Linked DNA regions of Arachis hypogaea: regions 1 and 3 are each linked to region 2. Evidence: chromatin contacts called from public Hi-C data. All regions are on one chromosome and are shown on one strand. Each heading gives the region's core, a stretch centred on a gene start, on an enhancer-like site or on the middle of the called end of the contact. The rest is flanking DNA. Distances are from core to core; before and after follow the strand shown. Region 1 holds the start of LOC112695576 (U-box domain-containing protein 19-like). Region 2 holds the start of LOC112695589. Region 3 holds the start of LOC112695582 (aldehyde dehydrogenase family 2 member B4, mitochondrial).

Region 1 (4,172 bases), core at 1,211-3,710, 230 kb after region 2:
GAAGAGTGTCCTCCAGAGGTATCTTAGCAAGAACTGCCCTAGTGTCCTCATCCATAAAGTGCTTGTCCACGAATTCGGGAGCATAGAATCCCTCGTCCAATACATGCCTGAAGACCGGGGTATAGAAACAGCAGCGTCATCCTGAACAACATTTTAGGCAATTTTCTAGATGGGAGTTGGCAGGAGAATCCTCCTCGACGACGTGAATCTCGGGACCTTGCCCCTCCCCAGTCGCTTTGACCTTCCGAGGTTGTGCTTGACGACTAACAGTGGCAGAGGAAGAAACTCTATCGCCACAAGCTATGATTGGAGGCTGTGTCGCTAGCCTTTTCTTCATCTCAGCGATAGCAGCGAGTCCCCCTGCCATGTCAATTGGGAAATGAAGGCAAAAAAGTAACTTGTGAGATGAAGAAGTTAAAAATAAAATAAAGCTGCGAAGAAGTGAAGGCTTACCGATGGCGTTCCGAGCAGCTTGCTCCTTTATAAGGACGTCCCTTAGAATTATCGGACACTCATTCCATAGCATTATTATCAAATTGATGCTGAGGAGTTCATCAACATTCATGCTGGATAGTCGAATTTTTGGTGTAGGGACATTATAATTCCAATAGAGATTGAATCTCTTAGCACCTTCCAAAGTCAGGAAAAAGGAGTGGTGCCCTCTACCCCCTCAATATTAAAATTTTTTTCCTTAAATCCATGATAGGATTCTTTAAACAAAGTAAAAATTCTTCTATTCCAAACACCTTGAAAAGAGATGAACCCGCAACCCTGAGACCTAAAAGAAATTGTCAAAGTCAAAAAAGTAGAAAAAGACCCTAAGTGTGGGTTCGATATCCAAAAATGAGCACAGGAGCTCAAAGCCTCGGATAATCGCTCAAGTATTAGGATAGAGTTGCGAAGGGGCACACCCCGTGTGAGTCAAAACGCTCACCTGAAAATCGAAAAAGGGTAAGCAAATCCCAATCCAGGAGAACAAAGTTTCATACATCCATAACCAATCCAGGACAGTACTGGCGTGCTCATTTATGTGGCACAGATGGTTCTCAAATCTCGGAACAGAAAAAATATACAAGTTGCTAATATCAGAATAAAAAATAATTCAAGCTTCTCGGAGATTATCAAACTCTTCTTGAGTGATAGTGGAAGGAGTGGTTTGAATCTCCTCAGACACCCAAAAATAGATGTCAACCTCGAGTTTGCTATTCATCATTTTAATAGGAGCAGGTCAGGGCCTCGGCAAATCAGCACCGCCACGCCCACGAGTCGCAATAACCTTTTCCTAGCCATCACCTACAAGGGCACCACCACTACATCACTACCACTACCAGAAAGCAAAAATTCTAAGCACTACAAAATTTTGGATATCTCAAAGATACAAAACAAATCCAGAAAAGCATAAACAGTGGGGACAAGCAAAATCATCAATGATTTGAGAAAAACTCAAATAATGGTTCTCCAACTATATTGGGCCTAAATAAAAAAAATAAACAAAGCAAATGTGAGAAAAAACTTTAAAACAGCACCAAAATAACATCAACAAACATGAAGAATGCATAAAAACTCATGTACAGGAAAGAATTTTAAAAAGAAAAAATCGCATGCAAGAACAGCGAGGTATCAGAATCACTAATCTTGAAAATGTGATAGAAGGAGTGTCGGCGACAATGAACTTGACGAGGGAGAAATATAGAAAGAAAAGAAACTACTCGTGTATAGAAAAGAAGAGGACACTGTTCGCACGAATGGGAGAGTTTTGGTAAAAGATGAAAATGAAAGATTTTGATAAAAGATAGAAATAAAAGGTAAAGAGAAAAATAATAAAAGGCTATTTAATTTTAAACTAAAATTGCATTTATTACAGAGAGAGAGAGAGAAAGAGAGAGTAGAACTATCGAATTGTGGAATGAGGGAATTAGAACTGCTTTTGAAATTAAAAAAACTGTTCGGTTCCTTCAATAAATTCCACGAAATTCTTATCTAAAATCGGCATGACTTTGTAAACTCGAATACCCAAGATCCTAGGACTCGGGTCTAAGAATCCGAGTTGGGAGCATTGTTCTAGATAAAAGAAAAGATAATGGATGAAGCACGAAGCAATCAAGGCTATAAACTGACTTCACAGAATAAGGTTAGATACCATAATGACTATGCCACTAAATTCTATAACTGTAAAATCTTGGTAATAATGTACTACAATAAGCACTCATTGCAAAAAAAAAAAAAAAATTCTAAAGAACAGACTAGAAAAAGAGAAACAACTAACAAGTAAATAAAATTTATTTTATTATCTAATACATTATTAATTTTAGCCTTAGAGTATCTTACTTGTTGCTTATCTAATCTGATTCTGCATTTAACGAAGTTAGAATTTTTTGTCTCTACTTCTTCAAATTGTGACATCCCTTCGAGCACGAACAAATGGGTTAACAAAAATTACCTGAAACCACTAATTAAACTCCGTGTCTCCTTAATTATTACCTTGTACTGCGGCCGTGCAATCTGTTCATGCATTGCATGCACAACTGACCCTAAACCATAAGAATTAATAATCAATATTGATTTGCAAGCGTACAATTTTGAAAAAAAAGACATAAACGTGGCAGTATTTAACTAAGCATGGTTGTTGTTATTCGTAAACCATGATTGAACCTCAATTGGACGTAACTAACATTTAGTTAATGAATCAAGGCCAGCAAGTTAACAGCAGAGTGAGAGAAAGTGAAACTGCGAAAGTAACGTTCAAGACCTTCCCTGCAGCACACGTCGGCAGTCGATTACTCCACCTGTCAGGTCGGTTCATGGGTCCCACAAGCCATCACTTCTTAGTTCTTCTCCCCTCCCAAACCTAAATCCCAATCCACTTACCCATTTGCTATCTTTACTTTCCCACCTTCTAAGCAACCATTAACCAAACATTCACAACAAAAAAAATAATAAAAAAAATAAAACTCACCTATCCACGTGTCCCTTTTCCTCCAAAAATCAGACGAATCTCTTTCTGCATTCCCTACTCTTCATCCTAGTCAACTCACAGCAGATCTCCTTCACAGATACACGCCACGTGTCCACAAGATAATCCAGTCAGCACTCAGCACAAAATGCGACTATATCCCTTCCTATAATAATTCGGGTTGGAACTTGAATCCAACTCCCAAAACACTCGGAGAGAGTAATAAACACTAGAAAATTGGTTATTATTCCATTTACTACTTAGATAAATGAATCATAACAATAGTAATAATCTCATTCATCAAAGGGACCGCCGTGTGCTATCACTACCGGCGGTGCACCCTTGCGAAGGGATATCTCCGAACACCCTCATTTCCTCCCTTGTTACCCTCTCCCAGAACATATGCAACTACCAACACAGCTTCTTCGCAACACAGAGACGAAACGCAAGAGAAGCAATCCGCCAAGTCAGTATCATCCTCTTCTTCCTTCTCGAAATTCAAGAACGAAGCTTACCAATCCCTCAATCCACCGTCCTCAGCCTCTCGGAACTTCACTTCACGTTTCAGAAGATCCACTTCTTGCTGCAAGATTGCGTACTTCAAGGCGCGCGCCTCTTGCTTCTCGCCAAGTCCAACCACGTGGCCTCCCTGTTTCAATCCCTAGTTCGCGCAGTGGCGACTTCCCTCGACGTTCTTCCTCTCCACGAAATCGAGGTATCCGGCGAGGTGAGGGAGCTGGTGGAGCTGCTGGCGAAGCAAGCGAGGAAAGCAAAGATGGAGCACGAGCCTAAAGACGAGCACATGAGCAAGAGTGTTCATTCAATTCTAAAACAGTTGGAAAAAGGAATCGAAGTGGATAAGAATGCATTGAAAGAGATCATCGAGTACCTAGAAATCAAGACGTGGAACGAGTGTAACAGAGAGATAAATCTTTTAGAAGAAGAAGTCGCTTTAGAATGCAGTAACTGCAACGAGCGAGAGCATGAGCGAGACGCTCCTCTATTGAGTAGCTTGTTAGGGTTGATGAGCTACTGCAGGGTAGTGATCTTCGAAACACTAGAAATTAGCAATAACAGAGAGAAATCAGAAACGAGAATGAGCACGGAAATGATGACGTCCGTCAATCCAGAGGACTTTCGCTGCCCAATATCTCTGGAGATGATGACGGATCCCGTGACGGTTACAACTGGACAAACGTACGACAGAGCTTCCATCAAG
Region 2 (4,636 bases), core at 942-3,441:
AACTAAGATAGATAGTGCAGAAATCCACTTCCGGGGCCCACTTGGTGTGTGTTTGGACTGAGCATTGAAGCTTTCACGTATAGAGGCTATTCTTGGCATTTAACTCCAGCTTTTGTGCCAGTTTGGGCGTTTAACTCCAGCTTTTATGCCAGTTCTGGCGTTTAACGCCATAATAGGGTAGAAAGTTGGCGTTAAACGCCAGTTTGTGTGATCTCAACTCGGTAAAAGTATGGATTATTATATATTGATGGAAAGCTCAAGATGTCTAATTTCCAACACAATTAAGAGCGCGCTAATTGGACTTCTGTAGCTCCAGAAAATCTATTTCGCGTGAAGGAGGGTCAAAATCCATCAGCATCTGCAGTCCTTTTCTAGCCTCTGAATCAGATTTTTGCTCAGGTCCCTCAATTTCAGCCAGAAAATACCTGAAATCACAGAAAAACACACAAACTCATAGTAAAGTCTAAAAATGTGATTTTTGCATAAAAACTAATAAAAATATAGTAAAAAGTGAATAAAACATACTAAAAACTATGTAAAAACAGTGCCAAAAAGCGTATAAATTATCTGCTCATCAATAGTCATCAACCACAACCAAACCATAGTATTTTCTTCCTAGACTTTGAGTCCTAGTGGAATAAAAAAGATCAATGTGTAGCAACTTCAAAGGTCTTTTAGTTGAGATATCTTCCTTTAACTTGAAAGAACATTTGGTTTGTTTACCCATTTGACAAGTATCACAAGTAATGTCTTTGTCAAATTTAATTTTAGGAAGACCCTAACTAATTTTTATTTTTTACAAGCTTGGAGATTTAAACCATGCTTGCATGTCCTAATCTCTTATGCCATAAGTATTTTTTAGAATCTATGGTGATAAAGCATGTTACATTTTGATCTCTAAGTTCCTCTAAAGTGAGACCATATACATTATCGTACCTTTTTGTAACAAACAAAATATGACCTACCTAAAGTTGATTAGACTTCAAACTTTGAGTTGTGAGAATTCTCTGAAATTAGAATTTGGGTTCTCTCTCCTCGAGCAAACTGAAGTTGATTTTTCCTTTTTGTATGGAGTAAGGTTGCCAAGGCTAGATTTTATTGAACTGAGTTAACACATTGAACCTTGAACTAAATGAAGTCTTTTCCTTTTTTTTTTCATAAATCAGATTAGAAAATCAGGAATTAAGATCAGAGTTAAACTGCACAGAAGAGAGATGAGCAGCAGCAACTTCATTGATTTGGGTTCCTCAATGAGTTTGCTAAATCCAAACTTTTAATCTTGTGCTTTGACCCCAAATTTAAATGTCAACTATTAATTTACACCAGAAGAAAGTAATATCCACTTTCTTTTTGTTACCCGAAATGCATGTACAGAAAAAAAGTGAATTCAACAAGTAATTAACTTGCATGATAATGAAAACTTTTTACTTTTTTTTTTCTGATTATATTTGATTTAAGCATTTTAATTTTCGCTCCATTAAGTTGACATTACCTTTAAAATTTTGCTTTTTCTTCTTTCTTCTTCGATATTTGATCGAAAGATAAACTCCCTATTTTTTCTCTGTACTTTACCCGAATTAATAAAGTTTTACCAGCAACAAGATTTTTTTCCTTTTTCGTGAAGGCAATGTGTTGGACTATGAGTTTGGTCCAAATAGCTATGATTCAGACACTTGGGTTTTTTATTGTTTAGGCTACACAAATAATTTTTGGGCCTGCTACACTAGTATAGGGATTAAATACAAATTGAACTTTTAACCTAACCAAATATAATGTTTATCATCATTTATTTTATTAATTGGTTATTTTTAAAAAAATTATAATATTATATGTTTATCTAATATAATTTTAATTTTATAAACACTAAATGGTACAATATTGGATATTATAATATTTGAGAGTATTATTTTTTATTTTAATTTTTTTAATTAAGAAACAAAACATTAGTTAGGTATCCTTATTTTAAAAATTAAATAGCAAAAAAAAAGAATTTAATTAGTATTTATCAATTTTACAATCGTAACAAATTTTATAATCAGAAACCTGAAAATATATTTTAAATAATTGCTTGTTGAATTATTCTTTCATTTAAAAGAAAAAAGTACATTAGAAAGAATTAAAAAAATTGAAAAATGTGTGATAATAACTGAGTTTACAATCTTTCTTTTAATTTATACATGAACTAATTTCTATTTTTGGATAACGTGGTGGTTCACAAAAAAAAACACTTGGGAGTAACTACTATCATTTTTTGCCTTACATGGAAGTAGAAACTAAATTTCGAAGCAACTGAAACCGGTAATAAGTAATAACAACAGTGAACAATCCAACATTAACTGATGACGCAGTAGTTTAGATTACCCTTTTCAGATTAACTACTTTACTCAATTCAGCAAACAGCAAAAGAACAAGCTTATGTATGTACCTAACTAACATCGAGATCTAAATAGATCTGTTTAATTTTCTGATTTTGTTCTTGTTGTTTTTGTTGAGATGCCAGGCCCTGGTGCTCACATGATGTATGCCATGGGTTCTAGCTTGGCTCTAACCACTGTCTCCAATGGAAGATTCAGCCCTCACCACACACTCACATACACCATCAACGCCTTCTTCGGACCGGACATCGGTTCTTTCTCGGAGTGGCTTGGGTCACTCTTTGGTGGACCTGCTGATGCTGTTGGATCTGCCATGGCCACTCTCATCCACCATCCTTTGTTCTATGTTGTTATATTGGGACTCCCTCTTTGTGTTCTCTACTCCAGGGTGTCATCTTATCTTGTTCACAATCACCTTCTTGATTCTGTTTCAAGGGTCAGTCACTCTCTAGTTCTACCAAGTGATGAGGTGAATAATGATTTGAGTTTATGATGATGTTTCTTACTTTGTAGCAGGTTCCCCTCACAAGGATGCAATGCTTTTTGTTGATTTCAGCTGCTTCTTTCACCCACTTCTTCCTAGATCATCTCTTTGAGGTAATTATTCTTTTCTCTAAACATCATTAATTGTCCATATTTTAACGTTTGAGAGACAAAAAGATCAACCCAAATAACTCAAAACTTATTTTATTTAGCGTTTATTAATTGTCACTAAAAAAAATAAATTTAAACTATTTAGACTGATTTTATGGATATAACTTAAGCTTTTTAAAAGAGATAGTTGTACGAAAATCTCGACCCAAAGCTTTGGCTTAGGCTTCGGAGGTATAAAGCCTGTCATATACAGCAGGAATTGCTTTATTTCTGGGTTGAATACCATTGTCACTCAACTTTGGCCTATTCTTTAGTTCACTCTCCTCCACCCGAAAAGATGTCTCTAACTACTTAGATCCTTGACAGCTACATAAAGCGATTAATGTAGGAATTTTATTGAAATGAGAACATATGCATAGCTACATATTAAGAAAAATATATATTCTGTCTCTACTTGAATCAAAATCACATTACAAGTCTAATACTTGGTATAACCCCCCTAAAAAAAATTATACAGAAACAATATTATATCAAAATTGCGTAATTATTTAATCTCTACATATATGAAAGAGACATCTGCTAAATTGATCATGCATCTTGTACCTAGTAGAAGCAAGATGTGTCTAAAGCAGCAAGATTACGTAGTTACGTCAGTATGCTATAAAACTAGGAAGAATAATTAATTATTTTAAAGGATGTCATAACATTACAAGCATCTACTCTTCTACTATTTCATTTAGTGTTTCCAACAGCATGCTTAGAAATATTTCAAGACACTAGTCAGAGTACATGATGATGGCCAAAGTGACTGAGAATATTGAACCAATTTGGAAAGTTAAAAGGAAATGGTGACATAAATCAATTGATTGTTATAATTCATATTATTAATTAATAGATATACGGATTTATTATCAAATATTTGCAACACCAAATAAAATTGTAAAAGATAACTATATACATATCTCTAAAGCTCATGATTCTAAGTGGTTAAAGAAAAATATTTGTACGAGGTGAAAACTCGGGTGCAGTCGACTTCACGTGAAGTTGATAGCTGAAAACCGTTAGATACTTCACGTGAAGTTGACTGCACTTGTGTTTCCACTTTTGTACGAAGGTTGGTATTCGAAAACACATGTCCTGTCTAATTTTTTTCAGAGGTGATACGTGATTAATCTGTTAGCTGTCAAAAAAATTAGATGACATTATAAATCTTTTCCTTATAATATGTATATATAGCAATTAGGTCTTAACCATTAAAACTCAGATCATAAGAATCCTACACGATTATTTTATCTGATTAGGCTTCAAAGCCAAATGATACATTGACATCTAAAACTCAAAATAGATCACTCAATTATTTCATGAGCTTACAAGCATATAAAACTTAAACATTATTTGACAATGACAAAAACCAGCAATCAATAATAGAAGTCCACCATGAAAAATTCAAACATTAATTACTCTTTATGCCCCTTGGTGATTGAGATTGAACAAATATTATTATATTAATTATCTTCAAAATCATATATAGGAGAATGGGAAAACAACAACCTATACTTGGATTTTGAGCACTGGCTGGTGGGAAAGTAGGGCACCAAACTACCCAGATGCAGTTATTGTAGTCTCCATCTTATGTGCTTCCTTAATTGGCGGCTTTTTCTACCTCA
Region 3 (4,105 bases), core at 712-3,211, 140 kb after region 2:
GGATAATTTTTGTTTGGCGGCGATTTTGGAACCGCCACAAAATTATAACATGTTTCCTCTTGTTCGACATTTTGCAGCGGTTACGGGGTCATAGCAATTTTTTTTTCAACATATTGCGGCGGTTACTAACTGCCACAAAATCCAAATTGCATTTTGCGGCGGTTATTCCAGCGGTTACTTTAAACCGCCGCTATCCGTTTTGCCGTGTCCTATCTCCCAGCATTTAAGAAAACCGTCACGAAATGTTTTGCGGCGGTTGAAAACCGCCGCTAAGCAGCCCCAATAACCGCCGCTAAATGGCGCTTTTGTTGTAGTGAATATTAAGTTATTAACTATGTATATTCATATAAATATATAAATTATTATTATAAATACTAAATATAAATTTTATTTTAATAAATACATTTAAAATTTTTAATGTATGAATTAAAATAAAAAATTTAAATTCATACTTATTTATTATGTATGTATTCGATTTACTGTCTATTGTGCATAATAAATCGAATTAACCTTATTTAATTTATATATAAATGCCTAAAAATTAAATTTGTCTAATTCAATTTATATAAATTTGTTTAGGATATGTATGTAACCAATTTTTATTCAGGACATCTGTATAATTTTGACTTTTAATTAATTTATTAATATAAATTATTTTTATTTTTAAATCTAATATATATTTCTGTTAGTTTTATTTTCTCATAAATTTATTCTTCTTTTAAACTTTTGATGATTCATTAATTACTTTATATTTATTATGCTCTTCAAATTTTTTATAAAAAATAAAAAATCTAAATCATCAAATTACAAAATATTAACAAAAATTATTTTTCCTTTTTAATTCCTGAATGTAATTTAACTTTAATTACGATAGCATATTTTATACAAACAAAATAAAGCATATTAGATAATAATATTTTAATTTCTAAATATAATTTAATTCATTATTAACAGGAAAAATTAAATTATAATATTCTAATATTTAATTATATGAATATAAAAAATGTAAGCTTCATTTAATTTTTTTGGCCCACTTCGTAAAAAAAAATGGGACACTCTTGCATGTGAGTTTTGTTTTAGACAAAGTCCTACTACTTGCTAGTTACATCTTCAATTATTATTATTATTATTATTATTATTATTATTATTATTATTATTATTATCCTTAAAAAGTCTTTTGCGAAAATTGCTTGGATCAAGTATACATATTTTTAGTCTAGACCACTTGAAAAAAAATAAGAGCTCAACTTCCACAAAAAAAACCCAACTCAATTGTTAGCATAACTAAGAATAAATTAATCATGCTAATTATGTCACTCCATAACATAAATATACTGCATCAGTTCGGACAAGTTCTTGCCACTACTGATTTGATTGAGTTTTTGTGTCTGTTTCTCGTAGCAGCAATAACATGCGTCCCTTTTTCAATACAACCAATTCATTTCAGTACCTACTAAAAAAAAAGAAACTTCATTACAATAGTATTTTCCATAAAATTAAACTAATTAAATATTATGAGTATTATTAAAACTTTTTGAAAAGTTGGTGTTTGAAAAAAAATATAGCATCCCCTATCCTAAATTAATTAAGGAAAAGTATAAGTAACTAACAATTCTTTTGAATAATGTGTGAACAATGTGAATTAATAAGGTTAAAAGAGTAAATTTAATTAATAGCATTAAATGAAGGTGTAATATATTTTTAGAGGAGTGCTAGAGGACCAACAGAAATTGTGATATATAACCATCAATTAGCCATCATAAGTGTGTTTAACGGTGGGAGATTATATTCAATGGTGCATGATTACTTATTTTACTTTTAATGGTTAAGTGCCGACCAAATTTTAACAAAATTGCTGGCCCTCTAGACTTTCTCATATTTTTATTTGATTGGTGATTGTTGATGTTATTTAAGATAGTCATTGTTTACTTAGTATTTCTCCATTAATTAAATACGTATTCCATTCAACCCGAAAACATTTACATTACACTTGAAGCAACCCATGGATGCTAATAATGTTCTAACTACTTTGTGAGTGGTTGTTTCATCTACTATGGTGTGTTAATCGTTCTTTTCCACGTTAATAGGAATTATCACTCATAAGAATGGCATTTTATTTCAAACCACACAAAGTGGGCAAAGTGCACAAAACGACAGTTACTCCATTGCTTTCCTTTTGTTATCGGTAATAGCGACCTACCGATTCATATCGTGCCACCATTTGTACCTTAGTTTTCAATCTGTTTCATTTATTTATTATCATCGTCATCTTCTTCTTTTGAGAACTAGAAACAAGAAACAAGAAGCAGAGTAAGCAAGCAAAAACAACAACAAAATCATTTGTCTTTGAGAGATAATTGCTTTGCCCATGGCAGCTCGTAGACTTTCATGGCTTCTCTCACGCTCCCTTTCTGCTGCTTCTGGAGCTGACTCCTTTCTTCACTCACTCGGTACTGTTACCAAGTTAATTCAGTTATAATTAGAAACTTTAACTGCAGGGAGTTTTGTTACTTTAAATAAGTGGTTCTAGATTCATATAAGAGCATCTGTTCTAGATTCAGTTATTATATATCATTATTATTCCGCTTAATTTGTATTGTAAGGTGTTTATGCGAAAAGCAGCGGTTACTGTTTTGTTCGTATTTTCCAACAGGAAGAAACTCTGGCGGAGGGTGCAGAAAATTGAAGAGGTTTAGCACAGCTGCAGCGGTTGATGAAGTGATTATTCCACAAGTTCAAATCAATTACACTCAGCATCTCATAGATGGCAAGTTTGTGGATTCTGCATCAGGTCTCTCACTCTATCTATCTACTTTAATTTCTTTACTTAGCTTTCCACATTTAACACAATTTTATTTTATTTATGTTAAATATGTAAACATTCACATATTTCTAAATTTTTAACTAATAATTTGAATTTTTTGAAATAAGAAGTGATAAAGGCTAATAAGTTTTGTGATTTGTAATCATCAATTAATGATAATTAGTATTTTTAATGATATAAAATTTCAACTGGAATTACTTTTTTTTTTGTTAATTAAGTATGGGCAGATTTTGATAAAAATGCTGGCAAACTTTCTCATAAGTAATTTTGCGACCATTTTATTTTGTTTGTTTTGGTATTATCAGGGAAGACTTTTCCAACCTATGACCCGCGCACAGGGGAAGTTATAGCTCAAGTAGCTGAAGGAGACGCTGAAGATATCAACCGCGCCGTCGCCGCTGCGCGAAAGGCCTTTGATGAAGGACCCTGGCCTAAAATGACTGCTTATGTAAACCATTTCTTCCTTCCTTGTTCTTATTATAGCAAGAAAGAAAAATTATTTTTCTCAGTTGATATATTGATTACTACACCGTTTAATTTGTTCAGGAAAGGTGTCGGATATTGCTGCGGTTTGCTGATTTGGTGGAGAAGCATAGTAAAGAGCTTGCAGCTCTAGAGACATGGAACAATGGAAAGCCTTATGAGCAATCTTTCAACGACGAATTGCCATTGTTTGTGCGTTTGTTCCACTACTATGCTGGTATTAGATCAGTAACTTATATTACTTAACAATAATGTGTACTAATTTTGTGGTAAGAACATTAAGTATGAGAAAGAAGAATGAATTGTTGTTGGGCAGGTTGGGCTGATAAAATTCACGGGATGACCGTACCGGCTGATGGAAAATATCACGTGCAAACATTGCATGAACCAATTGGGGTTGCAGGACAAATCATACCTTGGAATTTTCCTCTAATTATGTTTGCTTGGAAAGTTGGTCCAGCTCTGGCTTGTGGTAACACTGTCATTTTGAAGACTGCTGAGCAAACACCCCTCACCGCTCTTTATGTGGCTAAACTCTTTCATGAGGTCAAATTCACACAACTAACCAAATACACATTTATTTGAACCTCTGTTTGGGAAACTCTACAGTTCACTAAAAATATAGGAAGAATATAGAAAATATATGTCAGAATATAAAAAGTTTAATTATTTTGTAAATATTTGTAGTTTTACGAAATTTTTAATTAAGTCTTTATACTTTTTTTTAATTGAGTTCCTGCACTAAATTTTTTTAAATTAGGTTCCTCTTAGCAGTAATTGGCTTAACTTTATAGAGAC

The links. Hi-C and Micro-C count contacts between places; a contact is called where the count stands out from the background.
Region 1: a contact with region 2 is called in a Hi-C map of leaf, with 2.4 times the contacts expected there. The contact joins the promoter of LOC112695576 here to the promoter of LOC112695589 in region 2. A contact is called at or near these places in 2 of 8 Hi-C or Micro-C datasets (leaf and an unstated tissue).
Region 3: a Hi-C map of an unstated tissue shows a contact between it and region 2, with 3 times the contacts expected there. The contact joins the promoter of LOC112695582 here to the promoter of LOC112695589 in region 2. A contact is called at or near these places in 3 of 8 Hi-C or Micro-C datasets (leaf and an unstated tissue).

What each region holds. Positions count from the first base shown.
Region 1 is chr1:86,830,439-86,834,610 of arahy.Tifrunner.gnm2.J5K5, reverse strand. It overlaps LOC112695576 (U-box domain-containing protein 19-like), which reads left to right and starts at 2,460. Exons shown (of 1, transcript XM_025747967.3): 1 at 2,460-4,172. The coding sequence starts at 3,222.
Region 2 is chr1:87,064,676-87,069,311 of arahy.Tifrunner.gnm2.J5K5, reverse strand. It overlaps LOC112695589, which reads left to right and starts at 2,191. Exons shown (of 5, transcript XM_072199258.1): 1 at 2,191-2,298; 2 at 2,501-2,811; 3 at 2,889-2,972; 4 at 4,501-4,636. The coding sequence starts at 2,515.
Region 3 is chr1:86,921,107-86,925,211 of arahy.Tifrunner.gnm2.J5K5, reverse strand. It overlaps LOC112695582 (aldehyde dehydrogenase family 2 member B4, mitochondrial), which reads left to right and starts at 1,961. Exons shown (of 11, transcript XM_025747980.2): 1 at 1,961-2,450; 2 at 2,654-2,791; 3 at 3,130-3,272; 4 at 3,371-3,524; 5 at 3,624-3,853. The coding sequence starts at 2,369.